3 separate regions of the Pan troglodytes genome follow, and regions 1 and 2 are each linked to region 3. Evidence: chromatin contacts called from public HiChIP or PLAC-seq data. All regions are on one chromosome and are shown on one strand. The core of a region is the stretch at or near the end of the contact, and the rest is flanking DNA. Distances in the headings are between cores, read along the strand shown.

Evidence for each region. HiChIP or PLAC-seq counts read pairs in DNA pulled down with a chosen protein or histone mark.
Region 1: a contact with region 3 is called in an H3K4me3 HiChIP or PLAC-seq map of stem cell-derived excitatory neurons, with 5 times the contacts expected there. The contact joins the promoter of NACC2 here to the promoter of UBAC1 in region 3. A contact is called at or near these places in 1 of 7 Hi-C or Micro-C datasets (induced pluripotent stem cells) and 1 of 1 datasets of contacts at active chromatin or transcription factors (stem cell-derived excitatory neurons).
Region 2: a contact with region 3 is called in an H3K4me3 HiChIP or PLAC-seq map of stem cell-derived excitatory neurons, with 5 times the contacts expected there. The contact joins the promoter of TMEM250 here to the promoter of UBAC1 in region 3. A contact is called at or near these places in 5 of 7 Hi-C or Micro-C datasets (blood, induced pluripotent stem cells, a lymphoblastoid cell line and 1 more), 1 of 1 datasets of contacts at active chromatin or transcription factors (stem cell-derived excitatory neurons) and 1 of 1 other capture datasets (stem cell-derived neural stem cells).

What each region holds. Positions count from the first base shown.
Region 1 is chr11:2,342,093-2,344,793 of NHGRI_mPanTro3-v2.0_pri, reverse strand. NACC2 (NACC family member 2) reads right to left here and starts at 1,432. Exons shown (of 6, transcript XM_016962081.4): 1 at 1,294-1,432.
Region 2 is chr11:2,318,429-2,321,324 of NHGRI_mPanTro3-v2.0_pri, reverse strand. TMEM250 (transmembrane protein 250) reads right to left here and starts at 1,276. Exons shown (of 4, transcript XR_008537207.2): 1 at 816-1,276.
Region 3 is chr11:2,477,407-2,480,134 of NHGRI_mPanTro3-v2.0_pri, reverse strand. It overlaps UBAC1 (UBA domain containing 1), which reads right to left and starts at 1,365. Exons shown (of 10, transcript XM_016962079.4): 1 at 1,000-1,365. The coding sequence starts at 1,137.

The DNA of each region.
Region 1 (2,701 bases), core at 183-2,682, 140 kb after region 3:
TAAAACACCCTGCAGAATGCTGAGCTGAGTGTCCCACTGGAGAACAGGAGGGAAGGAGGTCAGGAGCCTGCCAGACGAAAAGAGGGGTGGGTGAGAAGAAGGGGCGCCCTGGAGGGCCACGGACTCTGGCAGGAGAGTGCGGCCGCGCTGGCGGGCGGGAACACCAAGGTGCACGCGCTCCCGGAGGCAGCTCCACGGGATGGGAGTCCGGGCTGCCTTGGGCACCCCCGGGTCAGCACCCCCGCCACACACAGGAAGGAACGCGCAGCAGAGAACACAGCTCAGGGCACCCAGCGGCCCAGGGAGACGGGCCCACCAGCACGTGGGTGAAACACCTCCAATCCGGAGGCCCCGCGCGGGGGTTGGGGGAGGGAGTGGAACGGCCTGGGAGGCCAACTCCAGGGACCGGGCCTCGCGGCCTTCAGACCCACAGGTTTAAGCGGCTCCACGACGAGAGTCCAAGACCAAACTTCCCCCAGAGCCTGGCAGAGGGGCTGGGAGGTGACCTCTGACCTCCGACCCCACACGATCCCAGCAAGAGAAGCAGGAAACTCCGTCGGAAGGCCTCGGTCCGCCCTGGCCGTGCGGGGTGCGCGGCGGGCTCCGCTGAGTTTCTTAGAGAAGGGGCTGGGGCCCCCGACCTCAGCTCCGCAGAGGCACAGAAGCTGGCAAGAGGCAGAGCCCCCTCCCCCTGCGGCCGGACCCCAGTTTCTCCCCAGGCTGGGGCCCGCGTGGGGGAGGAGCGGGAGGCGGTGACGACCCACGAACGGGCCCACCTGGACCGGGAGGGCGAGGCGCGGGCCCGGCAGGGCCAGGCAGCTGCGCAGATGCGCCGGGAGGGGTGGGTCCCTCCGCCCTGGCCCCGGGCCAGTCCTGCCCGGGCTTCCCCACCCGGAGGGCTGGATCGGCCAGTCGGGTCCCTGGGGAGGCCGCGCGGGTCCCCAGAAATCCAGGGAAACCCAGCAGGCGGCGGGGAGCGCCCCGGGACGCCCGGAGCCGGGGTCTCCCCGAACGCGCGGCGCGGCGTCCCGGCCCGGGGTCGCGGGCGCCTCCGCCGGGACCCCCCGTCCCCGCCCGGCTCCCCTCCGCGGGCTCCCGAGGCCGGTTCCCGCGCGCACGCCCGGGCCGGCGCGGAACTCGGCCGCACCCGCCCCGCGCGGCCGGCACTGCGGCAGGGGGCCCGCGCCAAGTTGGGCGGCCGCGGAGTTTGCGGGAAGTGCGGGCCCGGCCCGCGGGACGACCCCGCCCGGCGGCGTAACCCGGGGGCGGCCGCGCGCGCCAAGTTGGCGGTACCTGCGGGCGCCCGGCCCGGTCCGGCCTGGGCAGCTGCGGCGCGCCGCCCGCGGCAGGAAGTGCTTGGCGTCCCGGCGCTCCGGCTCCCATGGACTTTCTCCGACCTCGCCCAGCACCGGCGGCCGCACCGCGGCGGGGGCGGGGCGGCGGCGGGGGAGGCGCCCGCGGGCCGTTAAAGGGACAGCGCGCCGGCCGCGCGCGCGCGCACTGGCAGCCAGGTGGGCTCCCGGGGTCGGGGCTGGGGTCCGGGGTCCGGGAGGGTCCCCAGTGGGGGCCGGCGGGGCGTGGGGAACCCCGAGCGCGGGGGAGGGGAGGCGGCAGCTCCTCGCCCCTCGCGCGTCGTCCTTCCGGAGCTGCCGGCGGTCTACCCTGCGCGGGACACCCGGCGGGAGCCGGACGCCGCGGCGCAGAGGACGGGGATCGGCGGCCGGGCCGGGAAAAGACCTGGAGCGCCGCCCTCCGCCCTCCGCCCTCCCCGGGCCCCGGCCTCGGCCGGACTCGCTAAGCCCGGGAGAGCCCCCGGGCCCCCATACCCCGCCCCCGGGCCTCCCTACCCCGCCTACGGCGCGCGCCCTGCCCGCGGCGGCCGCGGCCGCACGGTGCAGCCTCCGGGATCCGGGCGGGGGAAGTGCGCGCATCCGCAGCCGCCCTGGACGCTCAGGCGGGCCGTGAAAGACGCGGGTACAGGAGCGCCCTTGGGCGAACATCTGCGGGGCTCCGGCGCCCGTCCCTGCGGCCCGGGAACTGCAAGCTGCCTGGACTGGGCCTGGTGCTGCCTTCAGGCCTGGTGTGATCCGGGCGCACTGGGGCGTTGACAGTCATTCCGGCACCGGCCACGCAGCTCTCCATCTGCCCAAGGCCACGCTCCTGAGGACAGAGGTGCAGTTTTAAAACAAGGGCACGGAAATAAAACCGGCCACACACCCGAAAGGACCCAGAGACCCCTCCTCAGCTGCCCCCTAACCTGGGGCCTGAGGTCAGGACAGGCTGCAGTGGTCCTCAGAGGCTAAGCCAGCCTCACTCCCACAGCACGCTCAAGGGTCCTTGCAGGAGAATGGAGTGATACCACCTCAGTGGTCCCGAGCGAGGGCGCTGGGAGAAGGGTTGAGAAGGAGATGGCCACCAGCATCCCAGAGAACGCCCTTGGGGCTCTGGGGATCAGAAACCCCTCCTGGCACAGTCAGCCAAGGTCATTCCCTGGACAAATCATCAGAAGCTTGGCCAGGTTCTTGTCACCCCAACCTCAAGCTAGGCCCTTGATCTTGGCCACAGACTGGCCCTTGACCCCAACTTTAGGTTCTACTCAGCTCTGCGTCCAGAACACACACACACACACACATACAGCTCACTGCCTGGCTTGCCTTCTATGGGGGTGAGTATGGAACCCCGCAGGGACTCTGGGCTCTCC
Region 2 (2,896 bases), core at 27-2,526, 160 kb after region 3:
CAAGACGGCTCCTGCTCTGTCCAATGGGGGTGCCAATAGCACTGCCCTTGTGGGTAGCTGTGGGAGGGAAGGGGCTGGGCCTAGCGTGCACAGTGGGGTCGGCCCGGGGCCTGGCAGCGGCCCTTACAGACTGGGCTGCAAAGAGCAGACGCGGCATTTGGCTCTCCAGCTTCACCTAGTAAAGGCCGTTTATACCTTGCCTAAATTATCTGTAGACGGAGTGAACTCAAAGGTCAGGAAATAAAATCTGAGCAGTAAAGTTGGTAACATTACAGGGGACTGTTGCCAAGAGCTTCGCCTGCCTTCAGATTCAGCCTGGGGCCCTGCCGTGGGGACCTGGCCGGGGCGGAGGAGGGAGGGGCCGGGGCCGCCTGACCCTCCCGTGCCCGCAGGGGCCCGGCCTCGCCCTCTCCCTCCGCCCGGCTCCTCCACGGGGTGCAGGGGCCAGAGCGGCCCTATTTAAGGCCGGCCTCGGCCCGGAGCTCGCCCCGGCCGGGACCCCAGCCATGGCGGTGCCACTCAAACGCGACTCGGCGGAGCTGTGTCCCCGCAGGGTCTCGCGGCCCGCGGCTCCATCCGGGTCCCTGCCTTTCTGCAGACGCCCGCTCGGCCCGGCCCATGGACCCAGGACTGTTTCCTCGGGGCCGCAGAGACGCGACGGGCCCCGGCCAACTCCGCGTGAGCACCGGGCCTGCGCCGCGCCGCGCCGGGCCCCCTGGCTGCAGAGCCCCTGCCGGAGCTACTTCCGGGTCCCGCGCCGCGCGTTGCCCTGGAGACGGCCCCCGCCTAGGCCGGGTCCCCCCCCCGCAGCTCACCTGGTGCCCTCTCCGCGGCGGCGCCGGCGTCCCGGACCTCGGGGCCGGCCGGCGGTGCTAGGGGCCGGGCCTGCGGGTGCCCCTGTCCCTCGGGGCTCCGTGCGCAGGGCGGCCGCATGGTGCTGGGGCGCGCGGCTGGGGGTGCTGGCAGGGCGGCTGAGGGCGTGGTTCACGCGTCCCCGGCTGGGGTCGCCCTGCAGGTGAAGGGGCTCCCGGGCGCTGCCGCCGGAGGCGTTTGGCCTAGCGTGGGAGCCGTAGCGCCGTCCCTCGACGGCCACCGTAGGGCGGCCTCACGCCCCCCCTCCACCCGCGCCGACCGAGCCGCACTTCCCTTCCCCCTGCTCCGGGCCCGCGCTGGGCGTCCCGGACTCGTCGCTTCCCGAGGGCGTGCGTGCGTGCGTGCGTGCGCACGCTGCGAGCAGTCCGTAGCGTTCCCTCCCCCGAACGCCCTCGGTGCCGCGCCTGGTCTTCTGCGCCTGCGCTTGCCGTTCCTGGGCCGCGCCTCCGCGCACGCGCTACCGCATCCCTTGGAGAGGCAGTGCGCAGGCGCGCTTCCGTGGAGCAGTCCTTTGGCCCCAGCAGAGGGCTTGACCGTGGTCCTGGCCCCAGACTGAGGTGTCTGCGACCCGGCGGGCTGCTGCCGTCGCTGGGGTGGGGCCGGGCCCCGGAGGAAGCCGCTTTCCCGGCGGGGGTGGGCGGCCCAGGGACCGGGAGCAGGTCTGGTCCTCGCGGGGCCGTGTGCGAAGGCCTCCTGCGCGGCCCGGGCCTGGGGCTGGGAGGACAGGGCGGCGGCGGGAATGGGGGCGCCCCCCTGGCTCCAGGAGGGCGGGGAAGGGTGGGGGCGGCTGACACCACGCGGACCCGGGCGGCACGGAGCGGGTGTGTAGCTGCGAGGCCCGGTGGGCCGGCGGCGACGTCGGCAGCCGAAGTAGGGACAGCTCCGGAGCACGAGCAGGCCCAGCAGCAGCCCCAGGGCCGCCCCCCGCCCCCCACCCCAGTGAAGGAAGGGGACTTGTGTTAGTGTCCTCACGCCTGATTCGTACAGGCTGGTGGTTGTCCTGGGGGTTTCCAGCGAGGAATGTGTTGGGGAGCGCTCCTGGGTGTGGCTGCTGGGTAGGAGGGGAAGGCAGGGTCAGCAGCCCCTGGGGCGACCGTAAAGTGGGTGGCCCTTCAAATTCAAGGCACTAGAACAAGGGGGCTGGGCCCTCCTGCCCACCAGGCCCGTCATTGGCTGCAGGCCTCCCGGGACGGCGAGCTGGCTCCTGGGCCCACGTCCTTTGGACCAGGGCCGCCTTGAGGGCTGGCACAGCTACCTTCTCCACTGTGGCCCCATCCCCGCCACAGGAGAGAGAGCCGCCTTTACCCGACATGAGCAGGAGTTCGAGGAACATCTGGACGAGCAAAGGCCACCAGGAGGTAGCACAGCAAAAAAGGCCAAGAGCCTGTTTTCTTTACCGATGGCTGGCGGCAAATATTCCGAAAGAAACGTGTCAGGCAAGAAGCGCTAGTTCACGCCTGTCTTTCCACAGCTTTGGGAGGCCAAGGCAGGGGGATCACTTGCCCCAGAAGTTTGAGACCAGCCTGGGCAACATAGTGAGGCCCCTGTCTCTACAAAAAACTTAAAATCAATAAACAGGTCTCCTTCCTTCCTCAATAGCCCTGTTGGTGGCTCACCTCTCTGCCTCTCCAGATGTGAGGCAGATCCACACGTTTAGCTACTGAGATAAGGCTGGGCGTGGTGGCTCACATCTGTCATTCCGGCCTCAGATCTCTTGTGCCCAGGAGTTTTAAGACTAGCCTGGGCGACCTGGCTGGCAACATGGCCTCCACAAAAATAAATAAAACATTTTAAATATATAAACATTGAGATAATAGCATCTTGATGCCTGTCTTCATTTTTTGTCTTCTGTTTTAAGGACTATTAGAGACAAACTAACCAAAGATAATTCTCCCCTCCCACGTGGCTCATGCTGGGACGCCGGCACCGTGAGATGGCGCCCGTGGCCAGAAAGAGGGTGGCATGTAAAGCAGGTGGTCACCCGTCACTCGACTTTTCGCATGCTGGTGAGGGTGGTTGCATG
Region 3 (2,728 bases), core at 116-2,615:
GCTACTATGGTAAGAACTGAAGTTTATCCTTAGAGACCACACTTAGCTCAAGTCTAACGCACTCAACCTGTCAACACAGATACGTCGTAACTTATCACATGGAGTCGCCACTAGAAAACTGCAGCCTCCTTCAACCTAAATTCTGCCAAGCCCTCAGATCATGTCAGGTATAGACAGGAGGTCAGTCTGACACACAGACAGGCTTCTTAGCTGACCTTACTGAGTCCTTTAGAGACTCGAGAACTAGTTCCAAAAATCAGCAACCTAAGGAACTAAACACACAGGAGTATTTCAGGTGAATAAACTTTAAAAAGTGTCTCCGCGAGGAGACCCTACTCCTGGGCCTTCTCTCTTGACCAATTTTACCTCTGCAGAAAAGCAGGGGCGCAGGGCCTTGTCCCGCAGCGGCACTATTTCAGGGACTCCAGCTAAAAGGCACAGTGGCCTGGGGCCAGCCAGGAAAAGAGCTCCAAGCAGCCGGCTCTGCGGGAAAGGGGAAGAGGAAGGAGAAGGGGCCTCTTAATGAAGGAGCCTACGTTAATTCTCGGCTCTCAAAGATGCTGCTGAAAAAAACCTCACCCCAACAGCAAAAAGGTACAACTGCCGGAAAGTCATGAGGCCCTGCTCCGTCGGCGACTTCACTCTCCAGGCCTCAGTTTCCCGATCTGCCCCTACCTCCCTGCGTGGCTGCAGAGTTAACCGAGAGGCTGGCGTGTACAGGGCTCGGCCGGGCGGCTGGCACGGGGCGAGTGCTTAGTGACCGGAGTCCGCCGGCCGAAAGGCCAGGCCCGGGACGAGCGTCCAGAGGTGTGGGATCCGAAAGGGGGAGAGTCGAGCAAACGGGCAGGAGGCGCTGCCTCCACCCCCGGAGGAGAGGGCCTGGGAGCTGCGGACTGGGCGGCGGACCCCAGGTCGGGGCGGTTCGGGGACTGAGGCGGGGTCCGCAGTCGGAGGGGTCCGGAGCGGGTGTTGGGGGCAGGGGAGGGGGCCCGGCCTTACGTGCTTGAGGCAGCGCTCCTTGAGCTTCTCCACCGAGGTGTCCTCGGTGGCCTCCTCCAGCCACTCGGCGCCGTCGGACGCGCAGATGTGCAGCCGCAGCACCTTGCCCGCGAAGATCTTCTCCTCCTGCACGAACATCCCGCCGCCGCCGCAGGGGCCTGCGCCCGCCACCCGGGCCCCTGAAGGTCACCGGGAAGGCGGGCGGGGAGGGGGCGGGGCCAGACCGCCCGCGCGCTCCTTCGCTGGGCCGCCGCCCCGCCCCGGCTCCCGTCGGCCGGGCCGCCGTCACTCTCCGCGGCCTCAGCGGTCGCCTCGCTCCCGCCGCCGCAGCCGCCGGGGGCGCGCCGTCGCCGCCGCACCGGAAGTGCGTCACGGGCGCGTCTGGCGCATGCCGGGAGATGTGGTTCTCGGACAGGCGCCTCGCTCCCGCCGCTGGGGGCGCGCTGTGGCCACCGCAAAGGAAGTGCGTCACGGGGCGCGCCCGGAGCATGCCGGGAGCTGTAGTTCTCTGGCAGCTTCGTTCCTCCCCGACCTGCAGGCCGTTCCCACCCGGGGCACTCACCACGTGGGACCTCATGGGTTCTAAAGGTAAAATACACGCTGGATCCCGAAGAAGTAACGGGAAAAAGGAATGTAAGGCATCTCGATAATGTTTTCATGTTGATTACATGTTGAAATAATATTTTGTATCTATTGAGTTAAGAAAAATATGTCATTAAAATTAATTTCACCTGTTTCTTTTAACCTTTTTAAGATAGAATTTTAAATTGCCTACATGGCTGCTGTGATATTTCTTTTGCACTGCACTGCTGTAGAACGGAGGCTCTCCAAAGAACTTGGCTTTAACAAGCCTAGGTCTTTCTAATTCACACGCAGATCAGAGAGTCACTGTTCCTGCGAAGCCTAGGTTTGCGGGGCACCCAGAGGGGAGGGAAGCCGCCCTTGGTGCAGGTGGTGCCAGGCAGACTCATTTTCTGTGGGGTGTGACAAAGAGTCTTTGCTTGGCCAAACTTAAGCAGGCTCCTGAACCTTCTACATCATCTGTACACTTCCTTGTAAAATCCAGTTTTAGCGAAGAGCCTTGATAAGTGAGTTTAGCAAGAACTCCCAGCCTCAATATCAGATCACCCTGGACGTCCGGTCAGGTTCCTCGTCCCCCAGGTGCTGTCTGATATCTCCAGCCTCTCTTCAGCAAGAACCCTGTCAGGTCGGTTTAGCCAGAACCGCCCACATCCCTGATGTTTTCTCCTATTAATTTTCCATTCACTGACCCCACCCACTTGCCCTTGCTGTATTGGGAGTTGAGCCTGACCTCTCTCCCCACTGCAAGCCCCCTTGGCAGTGGTCTCTGTACCTAGCTCAACAGTCCTGAATAACGTCTTACTTACCATGCTCCTAAATATGAATTTTGTAGTTCAGGTTAGACCTGACACATTGACTGATCTGTACTCATTCATCCCATTCATTTAAAAAAACTTTACTGCGCAGAGATGAATAAGGCACAGTTCCCGTTCTCAGAGGTTAGCAATCTAACCGGGGAGGCTGTCTCTGCCTCTTGCCTGCAGGCTTTTATTCTGTCCACACCATTTTGCACACACATCCTCATTTTTCTCCTGTGATCATTCCAACCTCGTCCAGATTCCATGTGTCCAGTTCAGCACTTACTAATTGCCTCTCACAAGTGGGAGCCTCTGCTACTCAACGAAAATATGGTAGTGATTAAGACCAG